2 separate regions of the Zea mays genome follow, and region 1 is linked to region 2. The links are chromatin contacts, called in public Hi-C maps. All regions are on one chromosome and are shown on one strand. The core of a region is the stretch at or near the end of the contact, and the rest is flanking DNA. Distances in the headings are between cores, read along the strand shown.

Region 1 (6,351 bases), core at 2,488-4,987, 130 kb before region 2:
TGGAGATGACTTGAACCCTCTCTTTTTATTAAATCTCAGACCTGTCATTCGGTTCATATGAAAGCTCAGGTTTGTATGTCGATGGATCCCAGTTTATTGTATCGGTGTTGTTGTTTTACGCGATAGATGTAGGTGAATGTTAGATCCCAATTTTTTTTTAGTTCGTGGAGCTATCCTGCCCAGACATGATCTGATTTGGCATGGCCTATGAAGGAGGAGGATAAGAATATGATGCACAGATGCAGTGGCGCTGCTGCGTTGGTAGTACTGACAGCACCGAGTACTGTCCGAGTCTGACACTGTTCCGCAAGTTGCAGCCTGATCTGAATGTTAGTTGGGGGGCTAAGGGGTGGGTGGGTCTCTCACGCCATGGCGTCTTCTCCTTGGTTTGCATCACGCCAGCAGCAGCAGAACGGGGTGTGGCCAGGCAGGATTCAAAAGGTAAAAGCGGATCCTCCCCTCCCCCGGGTCTCAGCTCCACTGCAGATCTCCTCAGGATCCCGGCCCAGTTCTTGGCTCCGATCCTTTTTTTTCCTTCGTGGAAGTAGTGCCGGCACCATTACACAAAAGGGGCTCACTTGGCCGCATGCAGATGCAAACCCCCCCAGCAGGTACTGGTACTGGTACTAGCTTCCCCCCTTGTGAGTTGTGCCCGCGCGCATTATTAATTACTGTACACGTTACTACAAGTAAATACCCCCAGGTCCCGTTTGGAGAAGTGAAATCACTGGCGTCTTCTTTTCATTTCCAGACAAGCTAATAAGCACCGCTGTAACAGTTAATACTATGTTGCCACGCCAACGGTTAAAATTTTACTGGAGCACACGTAAAGATTCTCGCAGTAACTTGCATATATCTTGCCTTGGTGGTAGCATGCATGGTGTGGTTTGTTCCATTCCATGCACGATGCAGCTTTGTTCGAAGCGAGAGCAGGCAACAAGCACGCATGCAGTACGTAGGTAGTAGCGCAGGCTGACACATGAGCCGGGCCGTGTCTCTTCCTCCTTGGCTAGCGCGTGTACGACGGTACGAGCCAGGTGTGTCCTCTACAGTAACAGCCGTAGCTGCACTGCACATCCATGACCTAGAATAACTAGAAGATATATATATATATATATATATATATATATATATATATATATATATATATATATATATTTATTTTTACACATCTCCACTGCTACTCACTGCAGCTTATTGCAAATAACGCTCTTGCATCACCCATCGTTTCGTTCAGTTCAGAGTACGCCAGGCCGGGCGGCGGATCGATCAATTATTATTTTCTCCGCAGCGCAGACCGAGAGAGAAACAACAGTACGGGATCAGGTTATAGACCTATCATTGACCAGCCTGGCTACTGGCTAGGGGACCCCGGCCTGGCCTCCCCCATCTTTACGCCAGCCAGATGCCAAACCACATGCATTAATCCAGAATTCCAGATTAGTTAATGGATCCACTAACGATCGTCAGTAGCGACAAGCAGCCCGATTGGAAGCAGCAGCAGCCGGCCTCTGTAACTAGGCTAGAGAAGAACACAGCCAGCCACGCACAGCTCGTCGTCGTCGATCGATCTTAATTAATTCGTCTTCTTCCCCGGCCCGTCATCTATATCGATCGCCTAGCTAATCTTTTCTCTACTACCATATACTACTACTTAATTACATTCCAGCAGAGCAGAGCAGAGCAGCTAGCTGCGGAACGGAATTAGTTCTGCTGCACGCGCAAGCAAGCAAGCACACACGAGTCGAACGGACGAAGCGCATGCATGCATACATGTGCGCAGCAGAGAATGGGATCGATATGCCAGGTTTCGGCAGCTGGGGTTGCTTTTGCAATCGGCTAGTCTACTCGACGATTTCTCTCATGTATATATGCATCATCATCAGCATCAGTCTCCGGCGATCGGTCTCGGCTACGACGAGACGACTAGCTGCTGCTGCTGATGGACGACGGCGGCGTCGCCGTCGTCGTCGAGGTCGGCGGCGGCGGCGAGGGCGACCATCTTGAGCGCGGAGGCGCCGGTGGTGAAGGCCTTCTTGCGGACGCCCATGTACTCGGGCCACGTGACGGCGCGGTACGCGGGGGCCCGGCCGGGCGGCACGGCCTCGCGCAGCGGCGCCACCTTGGCGTGCGGCGGCGGGCCGAGGAAGTAGCCGAGCGAGATCCTGTCGAGGTCCCGGTTCACGACGGCGCGGTGGTACACGCTGTGGAACCGGCCGTTGGTGAGGATGTGGAAGAGGTCGCCCACGTTGACGACGAAGGCGCCCGGCACGGCCGGCACCGCCACCCACCGGTCCGGGGCGTGGCGGAAGAGCTGCAGCCCGGGCACGAGGCTCTGCATCACGAAGGTGAAGAAGCCCGAGTCGGTGTGCGCGATCAGCCCCAGCGCGCGCCGCGGGTCCGGGCACCTCGGGTACCTGATGATCGTCGTCGTCGTCGGCACGGCGTTAGTTTTTTGTTGTTTGTGTTATATACATGTACACCCAACCGCAACGCGTACGACGACGACAACATGACAGACAATAATATATACCCACCAGTTGAGATGCATGGTGGCGGTCATCGTCTCGGCGATCCTCCGCTCGGCCTCGACGGCGCTGGCCTGCTCGTCGGTGAGCCCCAGCGCCATGAGGAACAGCTCCAGCAGCTTGTCCGCGAGGGCGCGCATGTGCTTGTGGAACTCCTCCATCACATCACTGTAGTAACAAGTAGTAGTATAGTGTGAGCAATTGAGCATGACGCGCACAGTAAGTATGCTCGTCCTAGCTCCCCTCGTCAGCTAGCAAGCCAAAAGGGCTAGCTAGGCGTGCTTGCATGCATGCATGGCCTTAGACGGGGGGACGACACGTCGATGATGTATCATATCGGTGCTGGTGCGTGCGTGCGTTCGTGCGTGTGACCTGCTGCTGTACCTGTACGGCCGTACGTGCATATGCATGGCGAGGCGAGAGGAGCGAAGCGAGCGAAGCAGGTAGCTAGCGCACGTACGTACGCGTGGGTTGCGTACGGTGTGGCCGCGGTCGGCAGGTGTGCGCGCACACAAGCACGCAACGCAACGTACCAGAAGCTGGTGTAGTCGTCGCCGGCCTTGGGCCAGAGCTTGCGGAGGTCGGCGCGGAGGGAGGCCGGCGAGAAGGTGTAGCCCTCGGACCACATGCACTTGGAGAAGAAGGAGGAGATGGGCGGGGAGCCGTAGCCGCAGGCGTCGCCGGGCCCGCGCACGGCGCGCATCTTGTCGTCGGCCGGCAGCGCGAACATGGTGGCGATCCGGTCCTCCACGCGCGCCAGCAGGTCCGCGGGGACGCCGTGGCCCGTGAGCAGGAACGCGCCCCATTGCTCGGCGGCGCGGGCCACCGCCGCCGCCGGCGCCGGCGCCGGGTCCGCGGCGCCCAGGTCCACCACCGGCACGGCGTCGGGGCCCGGCGCGCCGCCGTCCACGACGGGGTGGTCGTGCAGGCCCGGCCAGGCGTGCGACTCCGGCACCCGCCGCGCCGCCCGGAAGTCCAGGTAGCGCGGGTTCTTGTTGAGGTGCGACGGCGTCGGCATGTGGGCAATAGATTACGCACGCTGGGATTGGTTGGTTAGCCGCGCGCGCGCAGTAATTAATGGATCCCAGTCCCAGGCGGCCAATAGGCGGCCGGCAGCAGCACCACACTGCTAGCTGCCTAGAGACCAAGGAAGGAGGGAAGGAAGGAAGGAAGGAAGGAAGGGGGCGAAGCAAGGTGTAGCACCAAGTGTAAATCTAGGACCTTGCACTAGTGGTATGGTGGCATGAGAGAAGTGTAAGAAGCAGAGAAGTACATGGCGTGGTATATATAGGGGAGAAGTTTTGGAGCGTAGTGGATCGATGACCCATCAGGAGAGGCTGAGCTGAGAGAAAGAGAACACAACACACACACACACAACAGAGAGAGAGAGAGAGAGAGAGAGAGAGAGAGAGAGAGAGAGAGAGAGAGAGAGAGAGAGAGAGAGAGAGAGAGAGAGAGAGAGAGAGACGGTGGGCTTTGTGGAAATTCAGTGGGAGGAAGGAAAGAGAGGAGAGGAAATGTGGTGAGAGAGACGGAGGGAGGGGGGGGGTTGGGTTTGGAGCGATGTGGAGCACGAAAGGCCACCCAGCTGCTGCTGCTGCTGCTGCTGCGAGCTGCGGCAACACAAGTGACAAATCTAGTTCGTACGTACTGCTCCTCTCCTCTCCTCTCCTTTGGGGATCGATCGATCGATCGGGAGCCTGAGAGTGGTGGCACTGCACTGGCACCCCAATTAATACGCACACATGGAAAGCGAGCCAACACGATTATTGCCGTCCATCATCAGCGCTTAATTAAGGACCAGTTTCGAGGGTGTTGTCGTATCTCCCACCACGGAATCTTCACGTACTACTACCCATTCTGTCGCTTCTCGCTTCTCGCTTCGCCATTCGCCACAGATCCAACCAGCGCCCCCAATAAGCAACCTTGTATAATGTAGTAGATCGACTCGTGATTTTTCTTCTAGCTAGGTTTTCCTCTCCATCGACCTGTTCTCTCCAAAAATAGGAAAAAAGTGGCGCACAGGTTTAGTCCACTATTAGGACTTCTGGCGTACTTTCAAAGTTGTTATGACACGTATCGTGGTGTGCGTGTCTCTGCTATATATAGATCGACGTACGGTACGGTGAATGTGTGCATGTGTGCGTGAGCAAAGTCACGGTCATATATCTCCAGCAGCCTGTTCCACGGCATTAATCACTTGATCAGAGTCCTAAAGTAGTAACTAGTACAATGATCGTGTGTTCAGACTGCACACAGTCATATCTGATATGCGTAAAAAATAAATTTAATATAATGTATGGTGCACCTATCAAATATTAAATTGATAAGAACAAATGTTACACCTTATCTTAGCTAAAAGGCTGATAAGGATATGAGTTGAAAAGGAGCCCAACCCTTTTTTTATAGGGCGTCCGGTCGCTTGTCATTCTTCAGCTACCGATGTGGTACTACGCTCGAGTGCTATACTTCGTGCGATTTTCTATCGTGTTGAGATTGGCTGGTTTCTTAAGGCTCATGTGGCGTAACGGCCTATCAGAAGCGCAAAAGAGGAAACAGATCTACGTGTTTCGCGTGTGGCATACGAAGCTGGCACTTTAAAGGAAGAACAGAGAAATGATGTTGCGATATTAAAACTAAGTGGGGAGAGACCAAACAAAAAAAGACTTGTTCTTATACTGACTACGTCTACGCAGGAAGCAAGATGAGAAGATTCGTGACATCTAATAAGAGAGAAGATAATGGATCATTGGCTCTGAATATTTTTTTGTACAAGGGACTCTTTGTAACTATCTGGTGGAATTTATTTTCTAGTGTGTACTGAATATGACATGCCATATATTTTACTGGATAGGGCTGCTGTTAACAGCGCGGTGCAGCATCCAAACACATGTTCTAGCTCGCTCGGCCACTGCGTGTGCAATGCCTGAGTAGCCTCTGTTATAATTTATTTTTAAAAAATATTAAGTTATTTTATAATTCGGAATGTAGGGAGCGTTTCGAAAAGAAAAAGGTAAACAACCTGCCAATAGCAGTGAAGTAAACTAGTTAGTAGATATGGACCACCATGGATGGAAGAAAGAGAGAAACTAACGGAGGGTACGAAGACGTGGTAGTAGATTAGGATCTAAATATTTCTTCACAATTTGTTAGGGTTCTAAATTAATTTTAGTTTGAAAATTAATAAAAATAAAGTCCGACGATTTTAATTCGATTCGATCTTTAAATTTGATAGTGTAAATTTTAAAACTTATTGTCAGCCTAAGGCTACGAGACGAGAGCAAAAGAGTCGGCACCACACTGCAACTGCGAGCAAGTAAAACATGTGACGGCACGGACACGTGTAAGGATCTGGTTGGCTCGAGGTGGGTCGAACGACACGGACACAACAGGCCCAACACGAGGGCCAGGGGTGCTGCTTCCGGCGAGTCGTGAATCGTGATTACTGATTAGGTGGGGGATCCCGAGGCCGCCGGCGAGCCGCCGTTGTGGCGGGGCGTAGCGCCAGCGTGGCTGCGGGTTCACTTCTCCGATCCTCTGCGCCGGCGCCCGAGGGCTGCCCGCCGTCCGAGTCCGACACCGAGTGCACGCACGCCACGGACAGCGCGACGGCGCAGCTACATACCTAGCCCACCCGCACTGACCGCATGGTTTTCGAGTAGAAACATGACACGTTCTTGTAAACCAAAACAACCTTTTTGTTCTCACTCCAATATTCTATGGAGGGTAGGGAAAAAACTCACGGTAACAACGACGTGCGGCAACATGTTGGCGAATTGAAGAAACACAAGTAAATGTTCTCGTAGTTAGTGGTGGACTCAGA
Region 2 (6,630 bases), core at 250-2,749:
ATACAAATTTGTAGTTGAAAACTTTTTCATTTGAATTAATTTACTACTTTAAATGTGATTTTTAAATTGTCTTTGCCTAGCGTTGGAGAAAAAACACTCAGCAAAGAGCTCTTTGCCGAGTGTTGTATTTGTGACACTCGGTAAAAAATCATTTGCCGAGTGTCAAAAAAAGACACTCGGCAAAGAAACTATTTGCCGAGTGTCAAAAATAAAACATTCGGTAAAGGGTTTTTTGCCGAGTGTTTTCTTTTACCGAGGGTTTTTTTGCGTGGCACTCGGCAAAGAGCTCTTTGCCGAGTGCCCGAAATAAAACACTCGGCAAAGAATATGACACTCGGCAAAGAGTCAAATTCCGGTAGTGACAAGTATACAACCGAGGGATAGAAGCAAAGGGTTTCATGTGTTGTCTATAAGAACAAGAGAGAATATTCAACATGGATCAACGCTCCAAAGAATGTATTGAACGTATTAATTATTTTTGAATGCTTTGATATACCATGTACCTCAGGAGCAAGCTAGGGAGTATCTCAATCGTCTATAGACATCGCATGCGTATATATATATATATATAGGACGCGGAAGTAGTGCCGTACGTGTGCAAAAAGACTCCCTACGCTAGCTAGCTATATATATATATATATATATGCGTGCGTGCATTTTGTAGGGATCGGAGAGCTTGTCATTGCGTGGTAGTATATGTTCGTTCACGCAGTGGCCCTGGCCGTGTATATAGAGCTAGAGCTAGTGACCTTTCAGTGTTTCATCTAGTCACCCCCTATCGTCTATCCTCATTGGAGCCTAGCGCGCGCGCGCGGTGACAGGAGGCCGATCCGGCGGTCGACGGGCGAGAGGGGGGATACGACAAGATCGGATCCAAGACACACAAAAAAAGGTAGGCAGCGACCGACCCTAGCTAGCTATGTATCCTACGACGTGCATGCAATGGTGATCCATCCTGTACGCTTGCGTGCAGTGTGTCGCCTCGCCTCTACTAGCCACCACACGCGCACACACACATCGATCTCTACGCGACCGAGCTGACGCTGTCGTCGTCGCTTACTACCACTTACTACACTACACTGCCGTAAAGGCCTGCGCCGTACGTACATGCTCACGCTGCCCTGGTTCCTGGTGCCTGGTGGTGGACTGGTGGTGGTGTGTGTCGATCGTGTGCATGCATGCTGCCGTCCCAGCGCCCGGCCGGTCACGCGCGCCAACAGCCATAACGCTAAGTATGTAGTGGCCGTGGTCGATGCTGTGGTAAACAAGCCATGCACCACCACCACCAGCATGTATATATCTCATATATATATCTCATATATATATATATATATATATATATATATATATATATATATATATATATATATATATATATATATATATATATATATATATATATATATATATCAACAGAGCATGATGTGTATACAGTATACAAGCAGGCTAGCTGCACTCGGAAGAACAACTGCATGTGCGTACGTACTAGCAGATAGAATAGCTAGCAGCTAGCTAGCTACTAGAACCGTGTGACGTGTTGTGATTTGACCGATGGCAAATTAAAAGGTGCTCTGATCCGTTATCTGTCCATATGTATGTATATGTGGAATCCGACGACACGACGATCGAGAGTAATCCATGACTGAGTGGCCGACGTGTATTACACACATCTTATTAGCTTATTAATTGTGTCGTCTTGTGATGTCAGCTACTAGGTGCTGCAGTAGTAGTAGCTAGCTCGTCACCACCCTCACCCCGGCCCCTATATGTATGTATAGTATGTTTTCTCAGGCTCAAAATATATAGTTGACTAGATCAGGAGGCGCCCCTTCGGGCGCCCTATCCCGCACAAGGTAAACAACTAGATGCTGGATTGAAATGATTGTATCCTAAGGGACATGCGGCTTACTGCTAGTAAATAAAATTGTTGTGTGCCTATGCTCCTAATATCATACAGTGGCATAGTAGGATGCAATGTAGTAGTTAGTAGCCGTGTAGTGAACATTTGCCTCTGCCATGCATGTGCCATCCGTGTTCAACAGGAGAGAAAAAATGTGAGATGAGGCAGGAGCAAACAGAGGGACTGGACGGATACACAATAGCAGCATGACAATTTCCAACAGGACTGAAAGCAATATGTGAGGTGAGGCAGGAGCAAGAAGAGGTGGGGACTGGACGGACACAAAACAGCAACATGACAATTCCTAGCATCACTAAAAGCAACAGACCTGAGCAATTCCATGTTGCCTTCTAATTTGCGTGGTTGCCATTTTGAAATGCCAACAAAAAAGAGCAATAACTTCCTGAACTCTGTTTTACCCTCAGTTATGAGTATACCTGAAAAGCATAATTTTGAACGACAGATTAATTGATTTTCAGTAGATTCTGTGGCAAAAGGCAAGTGTAATGAGTGTAAGCCATCAACCATGTTTTTACTAAAATTACACCTACTACATCAGTAGTAATATATCTCTACTTTAGTATCATTAAATCTTGTACAGTTTATTAAATTATCATGTACATTGAACATGGTGAGAGCTGACTCACTGAGACATCATGCACCATTTTTCTTTAGGATTCAGGAATAGAAGAATTGACAAATAATTGTGATACCAAAGAGCGACCGGATATGATTGTTCTGGAATATCACCTCGAATTCTGTTACCGGAGTATTCATGAACTTTTCAAGTAAACCATAAGCTATTAGGGACCATTTTTCTTTAGGATTCAGAAATGGAAGAATTGACAGATAATTGACATACAAAAGCGAGTCCCACAGGTCGTATGTAGAAGGAAAGATCCCTACAGTTGACCCACTAAGCATCCTCAGGGAACAAAAAGAATAAACTATAATAAAGCTGCACAAAGATACACATCTGAGCAGGCCATGCACTCAGTCCGAAGTATGAAATTAGAATCAAGGAAGAGATTTTCGGGCTGTGTGCTTGTAAAATAAAATTAACATCCCCAAAAATCATGAGTGCATACTTAATATTTTTCCTATCCAATGGTCACCTTTAAGTCTCAATGGTAGACTCCTTTTCTTGTGACAAAAATCAACACCGTCAATAAGCTGCTGAAAGTATCTGCGTGCATCTGCTTCAACGAGTCTCCCATGAAAAATCTGAAAATTGTATGTTTCAGTGTCATTAGTTTTCTTACCACAATTTCAAGAGAACTGTGGTAGTCCCCTGGAAAAACATGCCTAGGAATTTAAGATAAATTTGAAACAACACACCTTCTCATAGTGCATGGTACAGCTATACATCGCCACAAATTGTTGATGTTCAGACTCAAACAAAAAAATCACATAGAAATAACAAATTGCAGGTGTATATACATTGAAGACCAAATTCCACCTGAAATCTGATTTTCGTATGAGTTTTTCCAAAATGAGATGCATGAGACATAAATATTGGAATATCACCAGAGATTTGAGCACACCACAACTTAGAGGTGATAAACAGATCTTGTCGCTTCACTACACCCTCTTCAAATAGCTTCTTCAGCGTCAAACCAATCTAGACAATCCAAAAATGGGTGAGGCTTTCATTGCTCCAATGGTTATGCAATATGAACCGAGACAATAATGTAGGCATTACATGTCTTATCCTAATTCCTAAGAGGGGTAAATGCTGCTTATGAGCTATGGAGGCCATAAAGCCATGTCAATTTGGCCACTGAACTTAAAAAATAGTCCTTATTCAAGCCATTATTTACACCCTGAGTCAGGTTTACTACCAGCCCATGCTGGAAAGTGATATTTTGCCCATGTAAATATCAGATTAAATTAATAGAAGAAATTCCCAGTGTAAGGATATGTTTCTCACATGGAGGGGTATGGTTTGTAGATTGCAGTACTTATATAATGTTTTTCTAAATGTACGTGCAGGGAAATACATAACAAGTCCAAAAAAATATATTGAAAACACAAAACCTTATTGAGCGGCTAGCGGCGTGAAGGACCTTATTGATCTCGCCAATGGCCTCGTGCTCGAGGATGAGGACGACTCGTTCTTCGTCATGGAACGTTGGGGAGGTTGTGGTCACACTCGATCTCGATCTCCCACCACAGGTGCGCGTGGAAGTGGTACATCTCATGTTTAAGTATAACAGAACTTGTTCTGATTTTCTCTGAAATCACAGCACCATGGGGCGCCCCTTTGGGCGCCCTATCCAGCACCGGGAAAACATGAATAAGGAATTATGCGACGATCGAATCACCAACAAAATTGTTTAGTCCAGAGAGCAAATAAACTGATCTAGAATAAGGTCTGTTCCCGCATGAAACTGATTGGTGGAAAAAATAGGTAGACTGAACATAATACACATTAAAGTCGAAGCACCATACTTAAACGTGTACCATAGTATGACGATAATGTCTGTTCCAGCATGAAACTAATCTAGAATAAGACTACATGGTCCAAGTCTATGTCCAGGCGACACCGTTGGTCACACAAGATTATCTAGTCTGCTAACTTTCTACAAAAAGTTCCCTAGAAAATAAGTGTCCTAAACTGGGCCTTTACCAGCTAACGACAAACTATTGACATGCAGTGGACCACAACAGCAAGTAAGCTTACATCATGAGACAGTCTTCATACATCAGTAATAAAATGGCTTGGACTATCAATTCGCATGCCATGAAGTTATCACTTAGTGTAACAGGAGAATGTAGAACAACAAGGGACGTTGCCGGTTGTCGCATAGATAATTAAGTATCACTATTAAAGGTAGATTCATGTTTGAAGTTCGATACATTAACACCAGGCCTAAGTAGCTTTGTTCTAATATATCCTGGCGCTATTTTACATAAATCTACCACACCATTTTTTTTTCTACATGCAACGAGGCAGTAGGCAAACCAGTTTAAGTATTTGGTGTGATTTGGAGCTATTTTCATTTAAGTATGTCCCTCTGGTTCTCCTTTGAGCTAGCGCAAGGACGCAAAGTACACTGACATGATAACAATCACTGATTAGGTATTAATCAAACTACTAATAGCATGCACCTTCACATGCAGAAATAAGTTCATTCTTTCTTGTGGTCTGAATCCCTCAAGATCACCTCTGTAAGGTTCTCTACATATGTTCCCATCTGTAGAAGTAAACATCATAAATCATAAGCATACCTCTGCATGTCTTCCCAACTTTTTCCTGGATAGCTCTAACTTGAGCATTGTATGGTCGAACAATACCAATAGAGAGATTGCTTCCTGTAGAAACCGTCCTACAATATATAAAAAAGGAAAGAACATTGTAACCTGCCAAGCATAAACTGACTTGATCTTGAATGCACATCAAAATGATATCATACTTAATAAAGAAAGAAATGAAGAATACAACTACACTGTACACTATGTCTGCCCTTCACTTTTAACAAACTCTACACTATCAACACAACTGCATATTCTACTGAGTTTTTAAGGCTCCGACCATGCTTTTCATTTGTTTCATGGCTGCCATCAATATTTATAAATGAATATGGCTTAAACAGTTTTCCCGCTAAAAAATTCGTATCATAGTCCTTATGACTGACATTGGGCCATAAGATAGCTTGCCATCATTGAATGTACCAACTGGAGACCTGCTTATGTCTGGATGCATTCCATATTTGATATTGCTTCAAGCTTGCTAATAGGTTTGCTGACTTTTACTTCAAATGGAACACCTGTATCTATACTGCCTACCATGAGGATGACCCCAGTCTGTTTTAGTAATCTATAAGCTTTTATGATATGCAGGTTTCTGAGGTTGTCAAATTTTCATTTCAAAGCAAATCCAGCTGGACAGCACAAGGTCACAAGCAGGTATTTAAGCAGATTTACAAAATTGAAAACTTGTCTGTTGATTTCAATGGAAGTAAGCTGCTATTAGTCGTGTACTGGAGTTGACATCTCAGTTCTGTGAATTGGTTGTGCTTCAGATTTTTCAACTTTATCTAATTTTGTTGGGCATCTCACTTTAAAGGAAGATGTTTTTCTTTTCGAGGTTTGTGCCATATTCACAGTACAAAGTAAAAATATACTACATTTAGTCCTGTAAAAATATATTACATTTAGTCCTGTTTCTAGATTCAGGCACATGACACAAAGCACATGCTTTATGCTAACTGCTCGAAGACACCATTTTGTCCTTGCAGATTATTGGAGACCAACTTACCGAGTGGCTCTCTTTAAGCATCATATTGTACTCTGAAATGCAACAAGGACAAATTATTGTTCATCTTGAGAACCTTTGGCTCAAGATGGTTGAGTGCCTGAAGAGGAGTTAGCTAGTTAGTGATGTTCCCTTAATAAATCAGAAGCAGCGACTTCTTCAAGCTGCACTCAATCACCCACACCGCCCCATTTCAGTTGCAACAGCATCAGTTTGCAGAGTAGCAACACATGGCAACACAACCCTGCACCCTGGTCGCTTAATTTCTGAATTTGATGAGCTATTAATGCATAGAAGAAAGGCTCGTGATAGCTCCAGGAAAACAGTCATCACATCCAATCCTACTGATCTCACAGCCGAGAGGTATGATGGATCTGTGAATGTCTCGGTGGGTTTGGGGAGGAAGAGGCTGAAGATCATGAAGTATTCAACTAAACCAAAGGAACTCAACAAAAATAGAGCCAACATGGGC

The links. Hi-C and Micro-C count contacts between places; a contact is called where the count stands out from the background.
Region 1: a Hi-C map of ear shows a contact between it and region 2, with 1.5 times the contacts expected there. The contact joins the promoter of Dwarf1 here to the enhancer-like site in region 2. A contact is called at or near these places in 3 of 25 Hi-C or Micro-C datasets (ear, endosperm and leaf).

Annotation. Positions count from the first base shown.
Region 1 is chr3:10,438,414-10,444,764 of Zm-B73-REFERENCE-NAM-5.0, reverse strand. It overlaps Dwarf1 (Gibberellin 3-oxidase), which reads right to left and starts at 3,737. Exons shown (of 3, transcript NM_001279524.2): 1 at 3,062-3,737; 2 at 2,538-2,696; 3 at 1,491-2,417. The coding sequence starts at 3,546. The coding sequence ends at 1,913. It also overlaps the pseudogene LOC111591252.
Region 2 is chr3:10,309,535-10,316,164 of Zm-B73-REFERENCE-NAM-5.0, reverse strand. No RefSeq gene overlaps it. Among protein-coding and RNA genes, the nearest start is that of LOC100384030, 50 kb to the right of the region's middle. Within about 2 kb of position 1,499, at least 11 of the 20 cell types and tissues checked have an H3K27ac peak or open chromatin away from gene starts, as enhancers often do. A contact at or near this core is called in ear and endosperm, where this site is marked.